2 separate regions of the Oryctolagus cuniculus genome follow, and region 2 is linked to region 1. The links are chromatin contacts, called in public Micro-C maps. All regions are on one chromosome and are shown on one strand. The core of a region is the stretch at or near the end of the contact, and the rest is flanking DNA. Distances in the headings are between cores, read along the strand shown.

Region 1 (7,047 bases), core at 2,472-4,971:
ATTCCTTTCTGTAGTCCCAACTACACACTGGCTCCCTCTCAGCCTGCCTGGGCTCTCCTGGGTTTACTCCCAGTTGTACTTTTCTTAGCTGCCTTGAGCAAATCACTCTCTCACTTCTCCCTTGAATGGGCTCTGGTTGGCCACGGCCCCACTCAGCCAACCCCATCCCCTTCAGTAGGAAACCATGCTTTGCTTACCCAGCGGCCACGGGGAAGAGACAGCATGGTCCCGCCTCATTCACTGGCTCCTGATGGAGGGACATGATCTGACTCTACCCTCCACAGCACCCTGGGATGTCCTGGGGGACTGGCAGACTGGCTGACAGGGGCAGAGCCAGCAGCCCCTTCCAAAGTCTGTCTTCCTTGCCATTACAGACCCTTCCTGTCGGTGTAGACAGAGCTGCCATTGAGTGAAGCAAGGAAGGAGGTGATGCTGTTGTGCCCACCAACACCCGCTCTGTTTCTTATACCCACCGCCAGCCTCATCTACCTGTCACCGAGGGCTTTTGTTTCTCAGTACAATCTGCTCTTCTCTGATGTCAGGCACTTACACAGAAGTCCAATATTAAGTCAGGTCTTACCTCTCTGGGGAACTTTTTTTTTTTTTAATATTAGGGAGTTAAGGAAGCGAATGGGTGACCTGGGGGAAGAAGCATTGAGAGGTTCTCTGCACACCAGGAATCACCAGGTTGCCTTTGTAGAATGCTGGTCCTGGCTGGGACATTAAGCAGGAGCAGGAGCACATCAAGAAGACTAAACAATCCTGGGCTCCTGGCTAGGCTCCCACGTGGTGAGGGGTGGATAAGCAGGTCTGACTTCCAGAAAGTTCTAGCTGGAGCTAATCATTCAGGACTGTAGTTACGGTTCCCTGCCAGCCAAACTTCCATTTCAATGTTTTATATTTTTATTTCATGTGCTATAAGATGTCATCAGTATTATTTGATTTTTGTAATATGAGAAAGAGGAAAAGGAAGTGAGCCAGAGCTCTACTAATACATTTTCCCTTCTTAACACTGATGGGTCAGTCACTGGTAAGACCTCAGAGCCCAGCATCTACTGGGTTTGAGGACAGGTGGCTGATGGGAGTGAGTGAAGGCACCATGGGCTGGCTTCCCGCCCAGAGAGAGAACTACATGGCCATGCTGGGTGCACAGCAGGCAGGCAAACCGGCCGCTATGAGAAAGGGCACTGCTGAGCTAGGGAATGCTCACTTCCCCCTTGAGCTGCAAAAATCATTTGTTAACTAAGGTATAAACCTTTTTGGAGTCCTTGGTCACATCTACCAGGGCTGTGCACAGAAGAAACTCGCGGGGAATCAGCATTTCAGCAGCACCTCTCGGCCAGCTGCTAGCACACAGATTGCAGGGTAGCAGGAGGCACAGACGGGTTCACCCTGGCCTTTCCTGTGTCCAGTTCTAGGGACTGTCTCAGGAAGACGCCTTCTCGGTGTGGAAATAAAGTTGCGCATTAGATAACGGGGATGCAGCAGTGTCTTTTCCTTTTAGATTCATCACATCATCTCTCCACAGAGGCCTTTCTGGACCACTCTCCATAAAACTGCACCCTCTCCCCAACACACACGCTCTTCCCATGCTTACTTTTCTCATATGTTGCCTTCTAATGAAGTAACTGCGTCTCTTTTTCATTTTGCCTTTTCCCATGTCCTCCAATCACCCCCTGGAATGTAAAACTGTGAAGGCAGGAGTTCTTACATGTTTGTTTACATGTTACATGTTTCTTACATGTTCTTACATGCTTGTACCCTGTTATTCTGGAAATATCTAGTACAGCACCTAGCGCAAAGTATGTGCTCAATTAGTCTACACTGATGGCCTGAATTAAAATCTTAGTCCTCTGAAAATGCCATTTCCCTTTCTTAAAATAGGGAGTCCTTTTTTTTCTACCTTCACACAGTTAAATTTCATGTTTTGAGAGATATATTATGTCCAAACGCATGGTACTGCCAATCTTAATACTTAAAAGTAAGTGCTAAGTTTTGGTGGCTAGAAATATTATTTCAGTCATTGGAGGTTATTTTTTTGTTTGTATGTATAATCAATCAATCACATATCTAAGGTCTTCTTTCATGTGTGTATATGAGTGTATTATATTAGTGTGGTAATCCTACTTGCCATTGATTATGAAGAGGTTTCCTGTGTTTTCAAATTTATCTAATAAATTTTCTGAAAGGTAGCTAAGAAAACTTCTTGTATAAGGAGCAACTAGAGAAAGAGAAATGCTAGTCAAACCGGTCAAATGATTTCCCAAGACCACACAGCTGGAATGGGACACATTTGAATCATGAATTTGGCGTCACGTTTCCATACCAGGGAGATTTCTGCTCACCTTAACTGTTGCATGACGATGATAGTCCATGCATTAGAAGGTCTTGAAGGAAGGCTCTATCCGGGGACTCGGCTGTACCTGACCAGTGCACTTGGTGAGAACCTCCCTAGCTGAGTATCCAATTATATTTACTGAATAGAGTCTGTACCAAATTTGAAACAGGGATTAGAGCAAGTCCTTGCTGTCCTTTTGAATGAACACAGTTGCCAAAAACAAATGCAAGTAAATAGTACCCACTACAGGAGCTTGAGACAGATTGTGCAAATAGTGGATTTGTAGCACAACTCATTTTTAAATGTTATATTTCCAAATATGCATTTTAGGTGTTGAAACCTAACATGTCTCAGACATGTCCAAGATTTGGAATTACAGTAAAATCAAGTTGGTCATTATCTAAGGAAAGCAAACTAAGCATGTGTCCATAGAAATGATAAAGAAAACACATTTAAAAGCTTCAATAGGGTCTTAGAAATACATATAACTGCTTCCTCCAAACATTAACATATTTTAGTCATGAATTAAGGAGAATCTATCTTTCTGTGCTTTCACTGCAAGAGGAGATGGGGCTCAGTCTTTGCTTGCTTTTAGAGGAAATGCTATTTTCTGTGAAAAATTAGTCTAATTTATATTTGACCACTAGGTGTCACTGTTGGAGGGTGGCCTGGGCCATAAGGAGGGGGAGGGGAAATGGAAAGGCGCTCCTGTATGTTTTTTTTTTAGTGGCTTTTCTTTCTTTCTTTTTTTCTTTTTTTTTTTTAAACATAGAATTTCTGCATTGCTGCCATCCCCCAGCCGCCTCTGGATTCAGAGGGCTGGCGTGGAAGGGGACTGGAGGAGTAGGAAGATCCCGCATTTAGAAATGGGCAGTTGGCTTAACCATGAGCCTCAACATCCCCCAAAAAGGGCTGTGAAAGCCAAGTCCATTTTAATAACTCCCCCAGCCCCCAGCAGGAAAGCGGAACGCGGCAACGGCTTCACGTTCGGAGAGCGAAGCCGTCCCTGGCCTTGCCGGCCTGGTGCTGAAGAAATTAGATGAATCATTTAGAGGAGCGGGGCGAGCGAGGGGTCAGCGCGGGTGCGGGGGACCGCAGTAGGAGCACGCCGGGAACGTCCCCCGCGGGCCCGGGAGTGGCGGCGGGAGGTTCAATGGGACTTTTCTTCAACCCCTATACCTGAAGTTCCATCGAATTCCGGGCTCAGCTATTGGAAGACCAGACAATGAAAAAGATTTTCTGGTGTGGTGCCCATCGCGAGATGGGTGGTGCCCACCTGGTGTCTGGAGCGGACCGTGCGGCCCTGGGTGAGAGCCACCCAGGGTGGCTCCGGGGACCGAGCCGGGCCGGGGGCCTGCGGCGGGGCTGCGCTGCTCCGCGGTGCCGCGCGCCCCGTGCTATTGCAAGCAGGCGTCTCTAGCTGGAGCTCTTAGCCTTTCGCTTTGCTGAGGAGGACAACCTGGGAGAAATCCAAGGAGTTGGAGGAGAACGCCCCCCGGCCAGGCGTAGGAACCCCTAACGAGGGTCTGGAGAACTTGTAGAAACAGGGGTTAACCCCATGGCCCCCAACATTTCACACAGGAACACATGTCCTTGCTCGTGTCTGGTCTAAACGGTTGCCTCCGGTGATGCCTTCTGGCCTCTGCTTGGGACTCTCACAGAGGCAGGACTAGTGGTTTATTCCTGACTAGTTCACGGGAGATCAGTTAGTGGGATAATAGGTAAAGAAAGCGACTAGCATGGTGCGCCAGGTATTAGTCTAGTGTTTTCCACGTGTTAACTCGCTCAGCCCTCAAACAACCCCACGAAGCAGGGACAGTTATTATTCCCAATATGGATGAGGAAACCAAGGCAGACAGGCCAAGTAGCTTGCCCAAGGACACGGGCCTGTGAATGGGTGCCCCGATGGCCACTCAGACACAAAATCAGAAGCCAACCTGAGCGCTCGGTATTTGGTCACACAGCCTGTCCTCGTTCGACCTTCTGCCATCCTGTGACTGCTGGAATGTCCGCCAAATTCAGAAAGTGACTCCTGAGATCCACAACTCCTTGCCCTATGGGATTCCTTGTGTGCCTCACCCTGGCAAACAGCTATGCAGCGACAGAGGCAGAGAATACGGGAGTGAGAGGTGCCAGCCCTTGATGGGCCTTTTGTAGTTGTGACAGCTCCAGCCACTCCCTGGGACAAGCCCTGGAGATGTCTCTCTGGACCAATGCTTGTGCATATTCCTCGTAAGCTTTGGTAAGAATCAACTAGCTATGTGAGACTACATGTCATGCCTACATGTAATTAATTTTCAGAAAGTATAAGTAAGAGTGTTCTACAGGAAGACACATATTTTTTAAAAAACATATTTTCCAAGAGGTTTTTATTGCCCGCACTAATACACACACTACTAGTTTGCCAAAGTAAGTCCAAGCCAGGGACTGTAACTGTACTCAAAATAGCTGAAGCTATACAAAGTGTCTTTTGGTGAGTGACTCAGAGAAACACACACACACACACACACACACACCTGCTGCCTAATAACCCTGGTAGCTGTGTTGACTCTAATGGGTAGTTTTCTGGTCCAACAATGGTATTGTGATTCTGTCATTGAGAGATCTAAGAGGTCAGTCTTGTTAGCTGGAACGAAACCACAATTAGTATATAACTCAAAACCAAAACACAAGCATCAACAACAAAAAATAGAAGTAGTCCCAGAAAATAAACCCAGAGGAAAGGTTCACTCTGTGGGGGGAACCATGAGCATCTGGGCACAGTCAAAAGCCTTTGTGGAGTTCTTATTGCATTCCTTTCAAAATAGACACTAAACATGAACAATTGCATGATCTGTCAGATTTCTCATTCCTGTTGTACTTCCAACGAGCCAAGGTTGTTTATTTCATTGCCAATGATTTGCTTACTATGTTAGTTATGGTTCTCCAGGGGAACAGAACCAATAAGGTGTGTGTGTGAGAGAGAGATGGGAATTGGCTCATAAGATCAAGCAGAGGTGGAACCAGATAGGAACAGAACCAGTATGATGGATCTACGCGTCGATAGCATACACACATATGGATGTGCACACACACACACACACACACACAAATGGGACTTGGCTCATGTGACCATGGAGGCCCAGAAGACCCACATATGCAGTCTGCAAGCTGGAAAACAGGGAGAGCCAGTGGTGTGTGTGATCCTGGGGCCTGGTAGAGGGGCCTTGATGTAAGTCCTAAAGTTCCCATATCAGGAGCTCCAATGTACAAAGGCAAGAGAAAAAGAGAAAGAGACTATTCTCTCTTTCTCAACCTTTTCTATTTCTGTGGATTGCATGATGGCGACTCACGTGGGTGCAGGTAGGCCTTCTTTACTCAATGCACTAATGAAGTGTGAATCCCTGCCAGAAATACCCCCACAGACATGCTCAGAAGTGTTTTACCACGGGGCAAGGGTTGGGCACAGTCATCACTGCAGATGTCTGGATCCCATATCAGAGTGACTGGGTTCAAGTCCTGCCTCCACTTTCCGTTCTAGCTTCTTGCTCATGCACACCCTGGGATGCAGCAGGTGATGGCTCGAGTAGTTGGGTCCCTGCCATGTATATGGGAGACCCACATTGTATTCCTAGCTCCAAGCTTTGGTTTGGCTCAGCTCTGGCTTTTGTGGGAATTTGGGGAATAAACCAACAGATAAGTTTCTTTCTGTCTCTATGTCTCTGCCCCGCCCCTCTCTGCCTTTCAAGTGAATGAAAATAAATAGTTTTAAAAATACATATATTCTTAGGGCCAGCATTGTGGCACAGTGGGTTAAACTGTCACTTGCGACCCTAACATCCCTATCAGAGTGCTGGTTTAAGTCCCAGCTACTCCGCTTCTGTTCCAGTTTCCTGTTAATGGGCCTGGGAAGGCAGCAGAAGATGTCCTAAGTACTTGAGCCCCCATCACCCATGTGGGAGACCAAGATGGAGTTCCTGGCCCATGGCTCCTAGCTTTGGCCTGGCTCAGACCTGACTGTTGTAGCCATTTGGAGTGTGAACCAGAGGACAGAGGATCTCTCCCCCTGCCCCAGATGCTCTTCCTTTCAAATGCACACACACCCGTATACATACACATATATGTACTTTTTTAAAAAAAATGAATAAATGTTTTACCAGGTATCTGGGAATTCCATTCAAGTTGACATATAAAATTAATATCACATCGAGGGGGTCAATTATACAACCAAAATTAAGTGAACTTTAGAATTAAACATCCTCAAGAAACTTAACTTTCAACCCCCACTCTCTTAAATTTTTTTTTTTTTTTTTGCCAGGCAGAGTTGGACAGTGAGAGAGAGAGAGACAGAGAGAAAGGTCTTCCTTCCGTTGGTTCGCCCCCCAAATGGCCGCCATGGCCAGAGCTACATCGATCTGAAGCCAGGAGCCAGGTGCTTATCCTGGTCTCCCATGGGGTGCAGGACCCAAGCACTTGGGCCATCCTCCACTGCCCTCCTGGGCCACAGCAGAGAGCTGGCCTGGAAGAGGAGCAACCGGGACAGAATCCAGTGCCCCAACCGGGACTAGAACCTGGTGTGCCGGTGCCGCAGGAGGAGGATTAGCCTAGTGAGCCACGGCACTGGCCCACTCCCTTAAATTCTGATAAAATTTTGGAAAATTTTTCCCCTTATTTTGCTACATATGTGTCTAGATAGTACTAATCCCATACTATAGCCTGGGGAACTATCA
Region 2 (7,546 bases), core at 4,050-6,549, 460 kb after region 1:
CCACAAACCTGCATCACAAAAAAAGAGATTTGGATGCAGCTCTGCACTGCGAACCACTGCCCTAAAGCAGGGAGAGGAAGCCGCCAGGGATGCCTTGCCAGGAGACAATGGGAGATCCGCGGGGTCGGGTCAGGGTCAGCGGCTGCAGTTCAGCGTCTCCGCTGGTGCCGGAAACACCCGCCCGGAGCCCACTGAAGGCCGCCGACAGGCAAAGAGGTGTGTGGGTGGTGTGACAGTAGGCACGCTCTTCAGGGTAGGTCTCAGCACGTGGGATTTGCCCCAGGCGCTCAGTCTCCAGAGAGTCCCAGGACCCAGGCCCTGTTCTAAGGCAGCAGCGGGGAGGCACAGCGGCTCGCTGCAGGAGGAACACGGGCCGCGGATTGGGGTGCAGCTGCCCCCTCCCCCACAACATGGAAGTTGTGCGCCCAGGATTGCAGAGCACAGAAATCGCGCCCTCTCCGGGAGGGCGGAGAAAACGAGGTGGCCGCCACCCTAGCACCTCCCTCCAGGCGCCCGGGCCTCAGCGCTGCCTCCACTGCCCTTCCGGGACTGCGGACCCCCTCCGGGGAGGCCCCACGTATTCTGCGCGCGGGGTGGAGCCCCCGAGCACGAGGGGCGGCTCACGTGTCCTCCCCTCCCCCGCCCGCTCCTGCAGGCGACATCTGCGGCCGCAGCGCAGCCGGCGAGACGCTTGTCCTACAGCGCCTCCTCCTGGACGAGGCGCCGGACAGCAGAGCAGGAAGACTCCGCCAGCCCCGGAAACCGAGGCAGGGGGCTTCCTCCGGCGGGCGCAGCTGTCCAGGCCCCAGAAGCAAGCCGCGCAGTGTCCCCGGGGGTGGCTGGAAGGAGTCGAGGGGGCCCCGAGGCCGCCTCTCACCGCCACCCCACTCCAACCCCCAGCGCAGAAGCAAGTTCGTGGCCCTTAAACGCGCATCCCTCATTAAGCAGGCGAGCCCAGGCGGAAAATCCCTCCAGTTTGTCGTTTATTTATTTATTTGCCTGCTCTCCGCTGAGCCGCCGGCCCCCACATAGCCCTAGAACGTGCTGCGCCGGCGTAACAAGATCCGGGAATGGCGGGGCAGAAAGATCGGCCTGAAGTTTGGCGGTTTGAACAGGCGCCAGAAGGGAGGGCCTTTTCCCAAAACAGACACGCCAGGGTGAAAAATCCCATTCACACCCCCCCCCCCCCGGGTGACACACACAGTAACACCTGCAGGGAATTCTCTTTCCTCTAGCCACTGGCTGGTATTTGCAGCATACTGCTAACGCACGGATTTAAATCGGGGGAGGCGGTAAATCGTGAGGATTTGGAAATCAGGTGGTCAAGGGCAGAGCTGCCGGGCTATATTCAGAGGGAAGGCTGAACTGAAAGCAAGCCCAGGCGCGAATCCTGCCGGACACGTCGGGTTCCAGCTTCCAGCTCCGAGGCCACGCGCCCCCGCCCCCTGCCCGTGCTGCGGGAGGAATCCCGGGGTCGGGCCACTTTACTGCACATGCGCCAGGCACCCGGCGAGCGTGCGTGGCCGGCGCGCGGGGGCACCGAGCCGTGCCCGCGGCGTGCGCAGCGCCGTGCGGGGCGCGGCGGCGCGCACTGCTCCCGCGCCTAGCTGCAGAGGAGCCTGGAAGCCCCACGTCAAAGAGACAGGAAATGCGCTTTTCTGTCCCAGGAAAACCTGAATTAAAAACTTGGCCCGTCCTTTCCGATTTGCAAAGCCCTGTTCAGTGGTGCCAGTGGTCGCTTCTCGAGGTTGTCGTCTGGATCACACCCTGCCCACTCGGGGCACCGCTTCCCTGATTTCGTCTATCCAGTCGGGGCCAGCCACCCTACCACGTCCAGGGAGCCCAGCTTCTCCCTCACCCTGCAAAGCCTTCACGACCAACGAACTAGTCCCCAGAAAGTGGGCATCTATTCATAGCGTGGCCCTAAATTGGGTTTGAATGAGAATTCCCAGCGGCCTCTCCGCAGCTTCCGGCGCCCCTGCACACCCTGCCCGGCGGCCGCCGCCGCACTGCGGCGAGGCCGTAAATACCTCTAACAGCTGCCTGCCAGCCCAGGGTGAAATACTGTCTTTGTTCCGATTTCCCTGTGTCTCGAGCTCTGAGAACGGAACTCTGCCGAAATACGTTGACTTGGAGGAACACGCGAGGGGCAGCGTGCTCGGCGGCCTGCCCCGGTGCGTGGCCGTGTGTGTGGCGGCGCCGCAAGCCCGGGTCGCAAGCCCAGCAGCCAGCCTGGCCCGGCGTCCCCGAGGCCTGGACGTGCCACCGGCTCCCTCGTGCAGAAACAGACCGAGGTTCGGGCCCACGGCGCTGGGAGTTGCGCTTCCGGGCTGCTGAGCTCGCGGAGCTGCAGTGCTTTCCATTTTGTTTCATTTTGTTGTGTTAAGAGACAATGGAGGCTTTTCCGGCCTCAGCCACAGCGTTCCCAGTCCCCTCTTGGACTGCATGGCCCGGGTTCAAATGCAGTCTGCAGATTATTTATTCCCTGAGATGCAACCGGCCGTTTCTTTACAACAAGCTCTTCATGCGACCAAGGGGGCTTACAAAGAGCCCCTCAGTCCTCCGTGTCTGCCCAGGACACCACCCTCTGCTGCGTCATCGGACCTGCGGCTCGCCCACGTCTTTAGTCGCCCGGGGGCGCTGGGCCACCAGACCTAGGGACAAGCGACCTAGGCTCTGAACACAGGGTTTGTCCATCGGCGCCCCAACTCCACCCCGTCCCCACCCCACCCCACCCCTGCCGATGCAGGGGCTGCTCTGGCGGGGCCTAGGAACCCTGATCCGGGAGCCTGCTGCTCAGTACGCAATGCGTTTTAACGACAACGAAGACTGGTTTTAGCAACCGTGGTACCCGAGGTGGGGAAATAGTGACAAAATACAGACGTTCCAATTAAAAAAAAAAAAAAGTCATCTATGAGTTTCTTATGAATGATCAGTTCCTGATCCAGGAGAACCTCGCGCACATCAACTGGCCACAAATTGTGGTCCTCCATTTTGAAAAGGGCGTGATTGCATCTCTAATAACTAAAAATGATCAAGATGTCATTTATTGTTCAGAAACACTGTCACAGCGGACTATTCGGGGCCCAATACGTTCGGATTCGCCGCTGGGTGCTTTGGGCCGACACCCGCCACGGCGCAGGCCTGCCCTGTGCGCAATGCGGCAGATTGTGCAAGGGTTTCACGACTTCACCGCGCGATCACGAGGGAATGGGCCACAGGATTTTCGACCTGCACCGTCAGGTGCCACTCAAAACCGGCGTGACGAAACTGCAATTTGTGGCTTTTTTATTTTCTACGAAGGGTTTTTTTTTTTTTTCCTTTACGCATGTTTTGGTTCAGTAGCTTTGAAGTAAAGGGTAAAAATGTTGCTGTATAATATTTATTGATAGGCAAAGAAAACAATACATTTACAAAGAGAAAAGACTTTTTCTTTTCCTGCTCTGGTAAATGAAAAACACACGCGATGTTTGAACTCAGAAATGCTTTGCATTTCTGAAATGTCTATTGGGTTTTCCCCCCAAACCTACACCAGATTCTCTGATACTATTATCACCCTCCCCCCACCCCCGCATTCATTTTGTGACATAAAATCATTCAAATTCACCTGACGGATTAACGTATGTGGAAGGAATCAATCCAGACTGGTTACAGAAATTCTGTGAGAACTAGAGAAACCTTTAAGAATATTTCAGATTGCATCTTACGCAAGGCCCAATCAACCATAAACCCTAGAAATTAGCCGGCATCATTCACCAAAACCTACATTTAAAAATCAGGCACACCCGGAATACCAGAACCCACCCCACCCCCACCCAAGCCCCAATCCTTTAAAAAAAAAATCACACACAAAAACACCTGTTAGCCTCTCTGGTACCTCTGACCACAGACAAACCGCAAAGCCACTGTTGTGTACTAGAGGGTGCCTTTTGCGACCCGCCAGCGAGGCTGAGGTGGACAGAAACCGTCGTCACGCCCTTCTTCCCGGGGGGCCGCGAGTGCTCTCCACCCAGCCCGCGACACGCTTCTCTGGAGAAAATGGGGCTTCTCCCCTCGACTTCTGAGCGCTGCCCGACCCCACCCGGAGCCCCAGGGGACGTCCTGGGGCTGGAGGGACCAGGGGACAGGGGACCAGCGACCCCCAGGTTCCGGGGGACGGCAGAGAGGGCCCGCCCGGCTCCCGAGCTGCACCCGGCGGTCGGCGCCCTGGGCTTCCCGCTGGCAGTGCTGGGGCGCGGAGAGTGGGCGACTCTTACCCGGAGGCTGCCGAGCTGCAGGCGGCGGTCGGCCCGGGCGGCTGCTGTAATCCATTAGGCGCTGCCGGCCTTGGCGCACTCCCGGCGGCAGCGAGCAGCTCATGCTGGAGAGGGAACCGCGTCGGAGGCGCGGGGCCGCAGTCACCCGTAGCCGGCCGGCTGCTCCCGGCAGGCGGTGTCAGCGCCGGCGGGGGGCTCGGCGCCTGGGGCTTCTTCCGGGCTCCCCCGCCGGGCTCTCCGCCGGCTCCGGAGGCAGCCGCGGGGAGGTCAGGCTGGGCGCCGGGCGGGAGCCGAGGCCGCTGCGGACCCCGCAATCCCGCAGCCGGCGACTGGAGCCCACCTCTGCAGAGACAAAGGTTAGAAAAAGAGGGGGTGAGGCTCTGGGAAAGCAGAATGCGGGGGAAAATTCGCCTGGGAAATCAGGAAAAAGGCCGTGAAGGAGAGCGGCGCCTGCACATGACCAGCCGCAGCCAATGACGACCGCAAATAGGTCATAAAAAGGTCTATTACCAAGTTGTAAATTTTCTTCAAACAAAAAGGAATTTACTGCAATTCCTTGCGGATTTTGCACATACAGCTCGCAAGCGCCATGTTTTTCCTCTCTATCTCTCCCTCTCTTCTCTCTTCTCCTTCCTCTCTCGCTCCCTCCCTTCTTTCCTTTTCTCTCTTTCTCTGTCCCTCTCCTTTCCCTCAGTTAGCTCCCTAGTGTTCGTTTTCCTGTCTCTTCCTCTCCTCTTTTCCAGGAATTATTTGGTGTTTTTTTTTTTTTTGGTGGGGGGGATTTGCTGGGCTCCACGTCTCTGCGCAGCGAGCCACTGCGTGGGAGGGAAGCATGAGCTCCATGCGGCTCCGGCGCTGCGCCCGCGATCCCCGAGGACACCCCCGCCCCCCACCTCTAGCCTTTCTGGGGCGCGTGGCCTCTCCTGCTCCCCGCCCCCCCCCCCCCCCCCCCGCGGAAGGGCCGCCAAGCACTTTCGGTTTTTGCCCCCTTGCTTCTCCCATCAAGCCAACACCAGTGGTCTTGCGCAGAAAACCTGGGCTCTGCAGGCCAAGAAAGCGCCCCCTCCCTCTGTTCCGACATAAACTGGGGTCCCTCCCATTTCCTGGGGTGGTAGGAGGGTCGACGACCCGCTCCAAGGCCGGAAATGGCTTCAGGTGCTTGTCAACCTATCTGTCCACAATACCCTCAGAGCGCAGGCTGCCGGGTGCTTGTCCCCACGGAGGCATCCTCCCTCCCGTACAGGCTCAGCTTAGGGGGGAAGCAACCTTTCTGAAACCCCTCACTTTAGGTTCCCTCTGAGAACAGTTCTTATTCTTATGGAATTTAATTCTAGTTACCCCCTTTTCCTCCCCTCCCCCAAATGACTGTCCGTGGAGAAGCCTGCGCACTGCAGCACTGAAGAAGGGCTGCATTTGTCCAGGAAAGGTGTGGCTCTCCAAAATCAGCCCAGAAAAAAATGTCTGATTCTTTTTCCTCAAAGGCAGGCATCACATCCCCTTTGTGTTTTTCATAGGAACTGCTCCGGTGAGCTCCCCTGTCCCTGAAATGAAATTGGCTGGCCCCCAGCAGTGCCTTTGTGGAACAGGGCTGTGCAGGCTTCTGCACCTGTGTCAGAGATAAACCCCGCCCCCGCCCCACCCAGTCCTTTCCGAGGTAGCCTTTTTAGATTGCTGGTCTATATGTTTATAAAGCTTCGCAGTGAGTGCCTGTGCCTAAGTTCTCTGCTATGGACATCTTCCCAGTCAGTAAATACCTGGGTGGTGGTAGACTTCAGCACCCTCTGGGGCAGGCCATTTGTATCCTATGACCTGAGATGATTTTTGATTAGACTTCTGTTGTCATCTGTCAGCAAAAGTCATCCTCTTTCCAGAAAAGCCAGTGGGCCCTAACCTTGCTGCAGGGAGCCACACAGCAGCCGGGGTCTATTAAAATGTCCTCACTCCTCCTTTGTACCCCTCTAGATGCCCAAGGCGTCAGCAGGCGCCAGGAAGCAGAGGACACAGCTGGGGTGTGAAATAGCAATACCTGCATTGATGAATAAAACGGCATTTTTTAAATTACATAAGCGAATGAGGCAAGTTGTTGGGCCCTCCCAAGTCCAGAACACTTTACACTGCTCTATACATAAGGAACTGAGTAAAGCGATTGCTCAATTCTAGGTCTTTTTGAGAAATAATTTCAATCATCATTTTGGCTCATTATCTTCTCCCCTTTTACCCACACAAAAGCTTTATGGCTCTCCTTTTCAGCTTGGGAATGAGGACTGGGCAGACTCAGCACTGAAAGAGCAGCCATATTTGCACACTTGTCCCCCTGTGCGGAGGTAGACAACATACCGGGCTTTGTGGAACCTCACACAATGGCGTCTCTAAACTGACTTTTCTCTAGAAACCACTGAGACCCACATCCTTCTATTGTGTGTTTCTGGTGCTTGCAAACAGAGAACCTAAATCACTCAAGGCGTGATTCTTTCATTCACTGCTCACATTGGAGGGTCCTATTTTTCTCTAAGCAGGCTGCAGTAGTCCAGAGCAGAAAAGCACCACCACCGCCCGGGTTTGCAAAGTGTTCTCTGAAGGTTTATGCAAATTTCTGCAGCAAAAATGTCTGCATGTTGCCTCAGTGCAAATGTTGCAAATTTGAGTCCGTCCGAAGGGCTTCTTGTGCACTCCCCACTGCCAGTCTGTGTCCATGAAACAAGACAGGCTATTCTAAGATAGAAGGTGGCGAGTGTGTGTGTGTTGTGTCATTCCTCAAGGTCTTTATTTGGAGACAAATCCACGTCCTTTCCCAACTACAAAACACACACACCTATGTTTGTAGACAACATTTTCTGCACTTGTGTCATCTGTGGATATGTACAAATTCACATTCTCAAATCTAGGAAATACTGCCACTGAAGCATTTTTTGTACATTAGCTGCATGGTTAATGGAGCCGATGGGGCCAGAAGTACACTTCCACGGCAGCACAGAACGCTAAGGAAGTGACATTTTTATCTCCTCTTGATTTCCACACCCACCCATGCACTAGGAACCCTCACCTGATAATAAGGTGACATACGGGGAGCGTTCTGTGTGAGAGACAGCAAGTTTTGCTGATATAAACAGAAATCGCTTCCATCAAGGGCAGCTGGAGTTTAGCCAGCACCAGTCTTTGGACAGTGTATGCCCAAGGCTGTTCCCCGGCCATGGTCTTGGCCAGCCCTTGGCATCCTTGCTCTGCACAGCCAACAGCACCCAGAGCAAAAGCGGTCCCAAATCCAGCTTGTGCATTTGCAGCTGTCTCCT

What was found. Hi-C and Micro-C count contacts between places; a contact is called where the count stands out from the background.
Region 2: a Micro-C map of ear pinna shows a contact between it and region 1, with 13 times the contacts expected there. The contact joins the promoter of HOXD4 here to the enhancer-like site in region 1. A contact is called at or near these places in 5 of 6 Hi-C or Micro-C datasets (ear pinna, liver, psoas muscle and 2 more).

Annotation. Positions count from the first base shown.
Region 1 is chr3:64,630,055-64,637,101 of mOryCun1.1, forward strand. No RefSeq gene overlaps it. Among named protein-coding and RNA genes, the nearest start is that of MTX2, 330 kb to the right of the region's middle. Within about 2 kb of position 3,722, at least 4 of the 8 cell types and tissues checked have an H3K27ac peak or open chromatin away from gene starts, as enhancers often do. A contact at or near this core is called in ear pinna, where this site is marked.
Region 2 is chr3:65,090,473-65,098,018 of mOryCun1.1, forward strand. It overlaps HOXD4 (homeobox D4), which reads right to left and starts at 5,300. Exons shown (of 5, transcript XR_011387580.1): 1 at 4,257-5,300.